2 separate regions of the Zea mays genome follow, and region 1 is linked to region 2. Evidence: chromatin contacts called from public Hi-C data. All regions are on one chromosome and are shown on one strand. Each heading gives the region's core, a stretch centred on a gene start, on an enhancer-like site or on the middle of the called end of the contact. The rest is flanking DNA. Distances are from core to core; before and after follow the strand shown.

Region 1 (6,232 bases), core at 2,304-4,803, 280 kb before region 2:
GTCCCCCGGCGTCGGTAGCCGCTCCCCACGGCGATGGCGAGCTCTAGCTGTGCCGGTGAGGTCCCCTGACCTCAGCTGTGTGTGTGAGAGAGAGAGAGAGGGAAGAGAGGGAGGCGGCTGGGAGAGAGAGAGCACTGAGAGAGGGAGGGGAGGGAGTCGGTTGGGTGACGAGTGCGGCTGGGAGAGGGCTGGGAGTGAGTGAATAAGTGTGTAACCTAATTTTAATGGGCCAAGTGGGCTTATTTGGACCGGCTAAACTTATTAGCTGCACATTGACCCTTTTTCCTACACAATTCATCAAATATCAATATTTTTCTATTTCTAACTATATTTAAGGCGTCGCCTCGCCTTACGCTTAAAAGTTAAAAAGGGGGACAGTCGGCTTATCTCGCCTTAACACCTTAACAATTATGACAGTTTGTAATCCCAGGTCAGTTAACAAATCAAACTGGCATATGGATATAATTAAGGAATAAGAACTTTGAACATGTATACAGACTAAACTTCGTATATGAGATAAGAATTTGATGTACCAAACAAACAGGAATGCAAAACTAAAAGAAGCAAAACAGGCTCAGACCTAACCTTGAAAGTTAGAATCGCAATACCCCTGAATTTCCCGCTTTCGGGAAAATTCATGCAGTCAATCATTGTGATACTACCACATGCTTCAAAGAAACTTCTTATGTCATCCTCAGATGAATAGTATGGGATGCCACCAACATACACCTTCTTTATGCTTTGCTCCCTGAAATACAGATGTGACACATTACACAACATGGAAGAGAGGAAGCATCTTACGATGAGCAAAAACAAGTTTACAGTCAAATAAGGTGGTGACTCAAGTCTTTATGTGTTGATATTATTGCAGCCCTGTGATATTATCGCAGCCAGCAATGTGTACGCTATTTTTATCATATTATCACACTACTTTAGTAATCAGTAATGTAATAACACCTGGATTTGTCCATGGCTACATTGTAAACAAACTCATTTTACTAGCATGCTATACAAGAGAGTCTGATCTTATTAGTTTTCACACAGGTAGCATCTTACTCTTACCAATGTTTCTCCTATTTCCATTCCAGCCATGCTAATCAAACAAGAATGGGGCTAGGCCGCTAGAGACACATTTGGATACAAATTTCTTTAGGAGTTTTGGGAAATGTTAAAGTTTAACAAAATATTTTGGTTTTGGGTACAAAGGGGTGTTTGAATGCAACAAACGATGAAGATTGAAAACGTCAGTATTGTTAAAATAGTCTCTTATAAGTTCTTGAAAGTTCACCTAGGACCACTTTTTTATAAACCCAGATATCATATGTCCGTAGTTTCTAAAACTATAGTTTTTTATATCATGTTTATGGAAATTAAGACATCCAAATAGATCCTGGCATCCTAGGTTTCATGATTGAGTACAAAATCACCAATCTATCAGGCCCTAACTCACCTATGCTCTGCGACTACATGATTGTCAGACACGACAACAGTTTTGGCCAACTGCATTTTGTGATTCTGCTGCCTGAAACAAAGATGAAAGCATTACGCAACTAGTGCCGACAGAGATCACACCGTATAAGCTGAAACTGCAGAATTTCTCCATCACCTACACTCTCTACAAGTACAAGAGCATCACTATATTGTACTATAGCTTACCTATTGTCTGGAACAATGTTATTGTTGGACCCAACAGCGGGGTTGGTCACTTCCAACTTGTTTATATTTTGGTCGCTGAAAAAAGAGCATAAAAGGCCAACAAAACATTATACAACTACTAAAAATAACTTCAGCACTCTCAAATATTAAAAAGATATAACAACATCAAGCAACCTAGGTGCTGTTTGGTTCACGAAATGTAACGTAAAGGGTAATGGTAATGGTTTACACTCGATTACGGGCGGTAACAAGTTTGAATAGTCCGGTATCAATTTTTAGTATGGTATCTGATTACGGTTGGACTAAAACAAACATAATTTAACGTTATCACTTACCCATTACGTTACAAATATTTGAACCAAACGGTACCCTAATGCTACAAGAACTGACAGACAAAAAATGGTGAATTCTTTTCTTCTAACAATATTAATGTAATGGATCCGCCATAAAAAATACAATTAGATCACAGAACAGTAAGATGGTTGCACAGCTTTTCGTATATTATGATCAAGCAGCACAGCACTACATTATGACCAAAGCCTTCTACTAAGGAGCTTTTGCTATTATAATACTCATTTCATTAGGCTTCTTCTTTTTAGTACTTATAATTTTACCTTCTCCATAACAGTATTCATAGGTAACCCTATTCTTTAAAATAGTACTTCGACCTCTTTTTAATCATTTCTATTTTCTTTTCTTATTTCTCAGCACCGTACTCCCTACTTTTCCTCTCTCCCTCCACATCTCTATTCATCACAAGAATGCATACATACATACAACAGACTAGATATCGCAGGTGTAATTCTCAGATGCATCGACAAGTGTGATCATATTTATTACTGACGTACTGACCGGTTAGGTTATATATCACAGTAGCTATCATCCACGGCTGAACAACTCCAAGTAATTCCTTTGTCTATCATTCGTCTTCCATCTTCATGCCAAATAAAAATAATATACAAAACTACTACTATCTATCTTGACAAGAACATGTTCAAACGGTTGCTGGTGACCCTCATCCCTCAGCCAGTCAATAGCATCTAAGCAAACTAGACACAGATATTAGCATTGGCAGTATGAATTCCTGCTAGAACTGATATAGCAGTACGGCTAATTTAGGTGGTGAGAAATAAGAAAATAAAATGAAAACAATTAAAATGGGTTAGAATACTATTTTAAAGGATAGGTTCACTTGTAAGTACTATTATAGAGAAGATAAAATTGTAAGTACTAAAAGAGAGCAGCCTGATAAAAGGAATACTATAATAGCAAAAAGCTCTACTACTAAACCCTGCATTTGTCGATTATATATCTGACTATTATTATGCCACTGTTGTTCAGAGCTCACACCATGCCTTCATGCTATTGCGATGAATATTTCACGAATTCAGCAATCCTTTTGGGCAGAGGAACCAACTTTCCAAGCCCTAACTCACCTATCCTTTGCCTCGACCGGCTGGTCAGACTCAGACCCGGCAGCAGAATCGGCCTCCCCTATCTCCCCCTCCACCTGCTGCGTTTCCGGCTCCGCGGCCTCGGCCTCCATCAACCTCCTGATCCTCCTTTTCTCCTTCTTCTCCTTCCTCCTCTCCTCCCTCCTCCGCTCCACCTCCTCCCTTATCTCCTCCTCCGTCTGCCGCACCACCTCGGGGAGCGACAGCTTCTTCTTGGGCCTCCGCTCCCGCTTGGGGCGCAGCCGCTTGGAGGATGCGAGCCTCTCCTTTACGGCCTCCACATCCTCTCCATGCTCCTCCTCCGCGGCTTTGCCGGCTGGGAGGAGCGTGTGGAGCTTCAGCTTCAACTTTTTGCGCGCGAGCACCATGGCTGCTGCTTCGAGTTCGGCGGCGGCTGCCAGGTTTTCGTGGGAGAAGAAACGGGAGGAGGAGATGGCCGAAGCGAAAGGGTTTTAATGGGCCTGTTGGGCTTTATAAAGGCCCAACTGGAACTGATCTCTCACTCGTCCACTCATGTGACACCGAAACACAGTACATAATCTACAATGTGGCCATACTGAAGGCCCATGCCACTCTTACTACCAAAAGCCTAAGCCGAAACTCACAATGTGGTCTGTTTGGTTGCATGCATGGCTAAGCCTGGCTCGTATCTAGTGAGCCTACCTCTAACTAGTCTGGCTGAATACATGCACCTTCTTTTGTTTAGTTGTCTGCATGTGATCAGTCTAGTTCATGACAGATGTTGATTGGTTGTCTATATGAATATTTGTTGTATGCGTTTAAAAAGTTATTAAATAAATGAAAATTGTATTAATAGACAGTAATTATATGTTAAAATCATTTAATAGACACTAACTACATGTTAATAAACACTAATTATATACTAATCTTAACCATGTAAATTTTTTATTTAAAATATACATAGCATGTGCGGTCTAGTTTTGTTCGTAAAAATATTAGAAACACAGATATGAAATCGGCTCGGTAATTAAATCTTTTAATTACAAAATATAACAAAAAAACCAACAAAACCAACGTCTCGATTTGCGTGCTTGAGTAAACAGCCGCTTAGTCAAGCCTGGCCGCGCGCGTGCGACCGTTCCAGGCGTTCCCTTCAGGGCTGGCTCGGGGCGCTTTGAGGTTCGTGTTGACCTGTCTCTTGGAATACTGAAAGGGAATTAGACTTACACCTTTTTCCTAATTGATTTTTGGTGGTTGAATTGCCCAACACAAATAATTGGACTAACTAGTTTGCTCTAGTCTATAAGTTTTACAGGTGCCAAAGGTTCACAATAAGCCAATAAAAAGACCAAGAAAGGGTTCAAACAAAGAGAGCAAAAGACATCCCAAAAGGCACCCTGGTCTGGCGCACCGGACAGTGTCCGGTGCACCAGGGCACTCGACGCTGAACTCGCTACCTTCGGGAAAATGGGAGGCCGCTCCGCTATAATTCACCGGACTGTCCGGTGTGCCAGCGGAGCAACGGCTACTTCGCGCGCAACGGTCGACTGCAACGCATTAAATGCGTGCCTGCACACGCAGAGGACAGAGCACGCGCAGTTGGCGCACCGGACAGTCTACAGGACCTGTCCGGTGCACCACCGGACAGCTCAGGGCCCCCAAGTCAGAGCTCCAACGGTCGAACCCCAACGGTCTGCTGACGTGGCTGGCGCACCGGACTGTCCGGTGCGCCATGCGACAGCAGCCTTCCAACGGCCATTTTTGGTGGTTGGGGCTATAAATACCCCAACCACCCCACATTCAATGGCATCCAAGTTTTCCACCTTCAACACATTACAAGAGCTATAGCATTCAATTCTAGACACTCCAAAGAGATCAAATTCTCTCTCAAGTCCAAAGACAACTCCAATCAATAGTGACTAGTGAGAGAGTGATATTTGTGTTCATTTGAGCTCTTGCGCTTGGATTTCTTCTTTTCTTTCTCATTCTTCTTGTGACCAACTCAATTGTAACCAAGGCAAGAGACACCAATTGTGTGGTGGTCCTTGCGGGAACTTCGTGTTCCGTTTGATTGAGAAGAGAAGCTCACTCGGTCTAAGTGACCATTTGAGAGAGGGAAAGGGTTGAAAGAGACTCGGACTTCGTGACCACCTCAACGGGGAGTAGGTTTGCAAGAACCGAACCTCGGTAAAACAAATCATCGTGTCTCGCTCTTTATTTGCTCACGATTTGTTTTGCGCTCTCTCTCTCTCTGACTCATTTATATTTCTAACGCTAACCCGGCTTGTAGTTGTGCTTAAGTTTATAAATTTCAGATTCGCCCTATTCACCCCCCTCTAGGCGACTTTCAATTGGTATCAAATCCCGGTGCTTCATTAGAGCCTAACCGCTCGAAGTAATGTCGGGAGCATCCGCCAAGAGGGAGACCGGGACCGGCGAGAAGCCCGCCACAAGCCATGGGAAGGCTCCATCTAGGGAGTCCGCCAACAAAGTGAAGGGATCCCCTTCACACAACAAGTCGTGGCGGAGCGGTGACAAGAAGAAGAAGATGAGGAAGGTGGTCTACTACGAGACCGACTCTTCGTCGCCATCCACCTCCAGCTCCGACACATCGTCCGTAACTTCTAAGCGCCATGAGCGAAAGAAGTTTAGTAAGATTCCCCTACGCTATCCACGCATTTACAAACGTACTCCATTACTTTCTGTCCCATTAGGCAAACCACCTATGTTTGATGGTGAACATTATAATATGTGGAGTGATAAAATGAGGCATCATCTAACCTCACTCCACACTAGCATTTGGGATGTTGTTGAGATTGGAGTACAGGTACCATCACCGGGGGATGAAGACTATGATTCGGACGAGGTCGCCCAAATCCGGCACTTTAACTCTCAAGCCACCACTATACTCCTCGCCTCTCTAAGTCGAGAGGAGTATAACAAGGTGCAAGGGTTAAAGAGCGTCAAGGAGATTTGGGACGTACTCAAGACCGCGCACGAAGGAGATGAGGTGACCAAAATCACCAAGCGGGAGACGATCGAGGGGGAGCTCGGTCGGTTCCGACTCAACCAAGGCGAGGGCCCTCAAGCCATGTACAACCGCTTGAATACCTTGGTGAACCAAGTGCGCAACCTCGGGAGCACCAAATGGGATGACCATG
Region 2 (6,348 bases), core at 1,041-3,540:
TTTTCAAGTTTTGAAGAGAAATTTGGAGTAATTTGCAGATTTCAGATTTAATACAGTTTTGGTTCAACTAAAAACAATTTGCTTTACCTATTTCTGGACCCCTGTATGTTTTAATCTGGGGGCTTTTGGCAAAAGGTTGCTATAGTAAACTTGTAGATTAACTATAGGAGAACAAGTTTTATTAAGTATTGAAGCTCTAAATCTATATGAAACTGGTAGAAAAAGGAGGCTAAAGATGCAGTGTTCAGTTTGGAGAATCAGACTTAGATAAAAATTCAGTCTTGCTGATTTTTCAGTCTGAAGCAGATTTGGGATACTCCTTAAGGGCTGATCCATGTAATTCTGGGCTATGAGTGCTGTACCAAAGTGGAATCCCATACTTTGGTGTGCAGATTTGATTAAGGGTCATGCCACTAATGCTGTATAAAACTGGTGGAAAACTTAACCCAAAGGTCCTATCCTCAAATCTAAAATTTCAGACTTAGTGCAGTTCAGATTTTAGAAATGTGTATAATTGGTCTAACATTGGGGCCCTTTTGTAGATGATTAGTGGAGTATTGGGCCATATTTTCTATAGAGAAATTGTAGATTACCTATCAGGGCACAAGTTTGCTTAAGGGAGGCTGGTTTGGTTCTACACAAAAATTGCAGAAAATGGCGCCTACAGATGGATTGTCAGACCCTCGGAGTTTCAGATAATAAATAGTTATCAGATCTGAATTTCAGTGCTGGGCTCAACTTTGGAGCTGGGTGGTGCTTATTATAATTGGTTTTGGACTAGGATCTTTATAGAAAAGCTGAAGAGTACATATTGGTGTACAAGTTTACTTAACAATGATTAACTTGGTACCATGTAAAATAAGTAGTTAAATACCCCCAAAGTTGCCTTGACAGTCTGCAATTCTGGGTTCAGTTTCAGTAAACTGAAATTATGGTTTCTGTGTGATATGCCTCACTTTGGGGCTCTATAACTCGAAACCTGTAAGGTATTGACTCTGGAAGTTTATAATAAACTGAAAGATCAATGTTCAGTGAATAAGTTTGATGTGGGAGGGTAGCTCTATTCTTATAAAAAAAATTGGAGAAACGGAGGGGACAAGGTGGCTGCTGCTGTCGACTGAAGTAGATCAGAATTTTGCAAAAGAGAAAAAGAAGAAAATCAGAGAAACATATCCATCTCCACCTGTGCTCTAGAGATTTCTAGTGTTTGTTAAAAAGGATATTCGTGTCCTGTGGAGGGAGTAACTCATCCCAGCTTTACCACTGCAGGGATCAGAGCCCCAAGCGGTGAATCCTGGCCATAGTGACTCAGCTGCTTCCTGTTTGGTTTGTTGTCCAGCATGCAGCAATGGAAGGACTGGAGTTGTCCTGTGCTTTGATCGGCGTGGGAAGTCTGTAGATTGTAGAAGGGAACAACTTAACCCTAGTTGGCCACTGTAAAAATAAACCCAGTGCAAATCCAACCACTGCCCACTCGCGTGTTTGACCCTAGTTAAAGGAAATAGTGACCAGGGGGAAAACTGAATCCATATATGTATCCTGAGCGAGTTCTTGGCTTCCCCACTATGTCATACCCTCTCTCGACCTCTGTGAAAAACCCTTAAGCCCTCTCTACCTCTCGGTCTTGTTGAAGGGGCCAGAACCTTGTGTAGACGCTGAAAGTGGTGACCACCCTCCAAATCTTTTATCTTCTCGTGGCCAGTCCATTCAGAGAGGTAACATGTTCAATCTGTTCACGTTTTAGAACCCTGAGGCAGTGGTGATGCTCAAAGAATCTTCCTTTTGGATTCTATCGCAGTGTCTTCACCGGAACGTCGTCATGTATCCGGTGAGCACCGTTGAAGGCTGTGTCAACGTCGACCAACCCAATCATAGCTTCTCCGAGTGAACTTCGGTGAGCACCATGTACATGAATGTTCGCTAGTGCTTATCATACCTTTAGATTGAACTTTACCGTACTCATCACCTTAGTTCACCTCACCGGCGTTCACTGGTCCACGGTCACTGTGGATAAGTAGGTCCTAGACTGTTTGGGATCAATTAAATTAAGGGAAATAGTTAGTTAGCCTCGGAAATCGAGTAGATATGTTCAGCTTCACCAGAGAGGATCTCCAACGGCGAGCCCAGTCGTGGTTTGGCCGGCGGGGAGGTATCCACCGTCGAGGACGGAGGTTTGTAAATAGGAAGGAAGCAAGGGGCCTATATGAGATTGTCAGTGAGAGGGGGAAAATAGTGTTAGACCTTGTATCTAGTTATCCAAATTGGCAAGGGCCTCATCGGAAAAGGTCCCAAGGCGGCGCGGGCTGACGGCGTGTGGCTGGTTTCTCCGCTGTTAGTGGCCGCATGGGTCGGTTTCGGCCCAGTCACTATTGCATTTTTTCCTTTTTTTTCTTTTTGTTGACAACTTGTAAAATGCACCAGGAAATGTAGAAAAATGCAAAAATTGTGAAACCAATTTTGTTGAATCCGCAAAATTTTGTAGTTTCTGCTAGGAACAGTTTTAGGATTTTTTCAGCAATAATTAAATTTTTGGGTAATTAAAAGTGCCCCTGGAATGCATAAATGAATTTTAGAAATAAAACCAGAGCACCAAAAATTATGAGAATTCGTGGAGAAGTTATCTATCACTAAAATAGTCTATGGTAAAAATGTGAACCTATTTGGAATTGTTTGACCAGAGAACCTTAAAATAGCTAAATGAGGGAGTTTAAATTAATAAAACTTGGTGTTAATATATGTTTACCTCAAATTGGAACTCTATCAATTGAAGAACTGCAAGTTTGGTAACTTGTAGTATGTTTACTTCTCTGGGTGGTCTTAGTAAATTCACATTGGGCAACTTGAGCAAAATTGGGTAGTATAGAAGGGTGGATAGTCTTAGCCTATACTTGTTTTGAGAACTTGATGTTTCTTCTCCTCTCCCTTGCGAGAGTTTGCATAGCATATCATTACATAAGCATTCATATACTTCGAATTAACTTGTAGAGCACCTTGAAGAAGAATTTGAAGTGGAAGTAGAAAGGGAGCCTGTTCCTCCATCTGAAATTCCTCCCACTGAGACTGTCATCGAAGGTCCTCCGGAAGGTGCCCCATTTGGATTTGCTGCTAACTGTAATATCCTGGTAGAAGAACCCGACTCTCCTCCTCACCAAGGCAAGCCCCAGTGCATTTGCCACCTCCTTGCTGTTTTTAAACTTTTATCAGTTATATGTTGCATTAGGTGGTAGGAGTTGAATGATTAAACCTTTGTTGCATAACTTCCTTGAACAATTGATTACCATCCTTGATACCTGTTTTAAAAAGGCAGATGTGCTTAGTATGCTCATAGACTAAGAACAAAATGTTTTGATCTATGAATCATGTTTTTACAAAGAAAAAGAGGCTGGAGTGATGAAGGTATCAAAGGCCTTGATGACTTCATCATTTTAGTAGGGTACCTCTGACAGGTACCAGGTTTTCAAAAATAATTTAAGGGGAGACCAGACGTTGAGCAGGAAAGGTCGCCCGTCTGTGTCGATTAAGGACCGTTCCGATTGTTGGCCTGCTGATCTAGGACCCTTTAACTGGCCACATGCCTCATCATGGGTAAGCTTAGCCTCGGCTGGACCAATACCAGAAAGGCCGGCCCGTAATGGGAGTGGAGAGATGGCGAGAGTATCGTGTATCCACCTGACAAGATGCTGGATGGTGGGGTACTGAGCTCTCGGTTGGCGGGGACCCGTTCTGATCTTGAGAAACCCGTGGGCGAGTTGACATATGCAAGGGTTAAGTGCTACATATGTCGTGTGGTTGGAGATCCTCAGCTGAGTATTAACCGATTCGGATCGCCGAACTTCTCGGATATCAAGACTGGATCACTGCCCTGCATCGTAGATAACAAGTGAAACTAAAGCTGTTAAAATGAAGCTAGTGTAGGACAAGTGAATGCTCTAGATTAGGCAAATCTAGACTCAGGAAAAGTACTTAACTTGTGAAGTAAAAGTTTGGCTTAAGGATCCACTACTAGTAAGCTTTTCTGCAAAACTGAGTCTTTGAAATTTGGTAAGCCTTACCTTGATTCCCAACAACTAGCATATCCTTGAGAGTCTTTTTCTTTAGTCGGGTCAGTCTTGCTGAGTATTTCCATACTCAGGGTTTATCCCATTGTTGCTGCAGGAGAAACTATCAACACGTATGAGTTTTGTTAAACTCATAATGGTGACTTTTAATTGTGTGCATTATGTGTGTGCTGCGGGAAGATGGTTGCTTCCCAGTTGATGTAATCAGTTAGCACTTTAACTCTACCTCGGGCATGTAATAATAAATACTTCGTGGTTTGTAAACTTATTAGCTTATTAATGTATATTATCTTATTGTAAAGACTTCCACTCCACTCCTATTTTTAAAGTTTATGTTCTTGACTGGTTATTGTAATATTTGCAACTTTGCGCGAATGGTCCTTGGAAATGAACGAGTTTATCGAAACTCGGCACCTCGAGTAAGTTATCTGATCCACTTACATATCTATCCGAGGCCTTGAGGGCAAGGATTGGTGTACGTGGGCCCGATAACTTGGTTGGGTTGTGACACCTGGTGTCTTGGAGTTCAAAGAAACAAATCTCTGTTGCCCTATCCACCGCTGAGGCCGAGTATGTTGCCACAGGACAATGTTGCGCACAACTACTTTGAATGAGGCAAACCCTCCGGAACTTTGGCTACAATTTGAGCAAAGTCCCACTCTTATGTGACAATGAGAGTGCAATCCGCATGGCGGATAATCCTGTTGAACACAGCCGCACTAAGCACATAGACATCCGGCATCACTTTCTGAGGGACCACCAGCAAAAGGGAGATATCGAGGTGCACCATATTAACACCGAGAACCAGCTAGTCGATATCTTTACCAATCCATTAGATGAGAAAACCTTTTGCAGGCTGCGTAGTGAGCTAAATGTCTTAGATTCGCGTAACTTGGATTGATCTATAGCATACATGTGTTCTATGCCTTTGATCATGTTACTTTATACATTTATGTGATTTATTGCTTAGTTATGGTGCTCAAGTTGTGCAAGGGATCCCCGGACCTCATAAGTCCTTGTGTGAATGATGCACATATTTAGGGGGAGATGTGCTACAACTTGACCCTTTGAGACTAACCTTTGTGTTTGAGTATACTTGATTTAGTCTCAAAGGTGAATTGAAAGGGAAAGGTGAACTTGGACCATGCAAAGACTTCCACTGCACTCTGGTATTCGTGTACTTAATTCCAAGTTCATTCTTATGCTCTTATTGCCTTTTTGCTCTTAATTGACATTTTTGGTGAGGCAATGGGGTTAAAGGGCCAAGAATGATCTCGTTTTGGTGCTTAATGCCAAAGGGGGAGAAATTAAGGCCAAAGCAAATGGATCAGCTACCACTTGTGAATTTTGAAAACAATAGAGTTAGAATTTTTTATTTGTCCAAAATACTCTTATTACAAAATTTAGTCTCTTGTGGGGGAAAATTTATGATTATGGGAAAAAGGGGGAGTTTTTGGCACTTGATCAATTTCACTCTTGGATTATCTCTCTTTACGCCCAAACAAGTGAGTTTGACTTAGAGATAGGAAAATGAATTTGATTTGCAAAAACGAACCAAGTGGTGGCAAAGAATGATCCAAATATGCCAAATTTTAGACAAAAACAATTCGGTCCTCATTTGCATCGATGTTGCACTTATTTTTGTTGCCTTTTGATGTGTTGCCATAAATCACCAAAAAGGGGGAGATTGAAAGGGAAATGTGCCCTTGGGCAATTTCTATTATGTTTTGGTGATTAAGTGCCCAACACATTTAATTAAGTTCTTATATGTTAAATGAAGAGAAAAGTGCAAATCAAGACACGAGGTATGTTTCTAGACTTAGCACATTGTTTGAAGTACTAACATATTTTGTCTAAGTGCTAGAAACAGGAAAATAAAGAATTGCAAAAGACTTGGCTGTGTGCAGCCAAAGTCCAGCTCGGCCTGGCACACCGGACTGTCTGGTGCGCCAGGCTGGACTCCAGTGAAAAGGTCGCTCTCGGGAAAAGTTCAGCGACGTACGGGTATAATTCATCGGACTGTCCGGTGGTGCACCGGACTGTCCGGTGAGCCAACGGTCGCCAGCGCAACGGTCGGCTGCGCAATCCGCGGGCGACGCGTGGCCCGCGCAAACGGTCGGCAGGGGGGCACCGGATTGTCCGGTGTGCACCGGACAGTGTCCGGTGCGCCAATTGGCCCGGAGCTGCAATGGTCGTATGCGCTAGCAAAGGAAGGAGATCAGCACCGGACCGTCTACAGTGACTGTCCGGTGGCGCACCGGACTGTCCGGTGCGCCACTCGACAGAAGGC

What was found. Hi-C and Micro-C count contacts between places; a contact is called where the count stands out from the background.
Region 1: a contact with region 2 is called in a Hi-C map of leaf, with 6 times the contacts expected there. The contact joins the promoter of LOC103629229 here to the enhancer-like site in region 2. A contact is called at or near these places in 6 of 25 Hi-C or Micro-C datasets (bundle sheath, ear, leaf and 1 more).

Annotation. Positions count from the first base shown.
Region 1 is chr6:42,841,967-42,848,198 of Zm-B73-REFERENCE-NAM-5.0, reverse strand. LOC103629229 (phragmoplastin interacting protein 1) reads right to left here and starts at 3,553. Exons shown (of 6, transcript XM_008650407.4): 1 at 3,093-3,553; 2 at 1,657-1,731; 3 at 1,451-1,522; 4 at 586-748. The coding sequence starts at 3,478.
Region 2 is chr6:42,559,418-42,565,765 of Zm-B73-REFERENCE-NAM-5.0, reverse strand. No RefSeq gene overlaps it. Among protein-coding and RNA genes, the nearest start is that of LOC100272853, 95 kb to the left of the region's middle. Within about 2 kb of position 2,290, at least 16 of the 20 cell types and tissues checked have an H3K27ac peak or open chromatin away from gene starts, as enhancers often do. A contact at or near this core is called in bundle sheath, ear, leaf and 1 more, where this site is marked.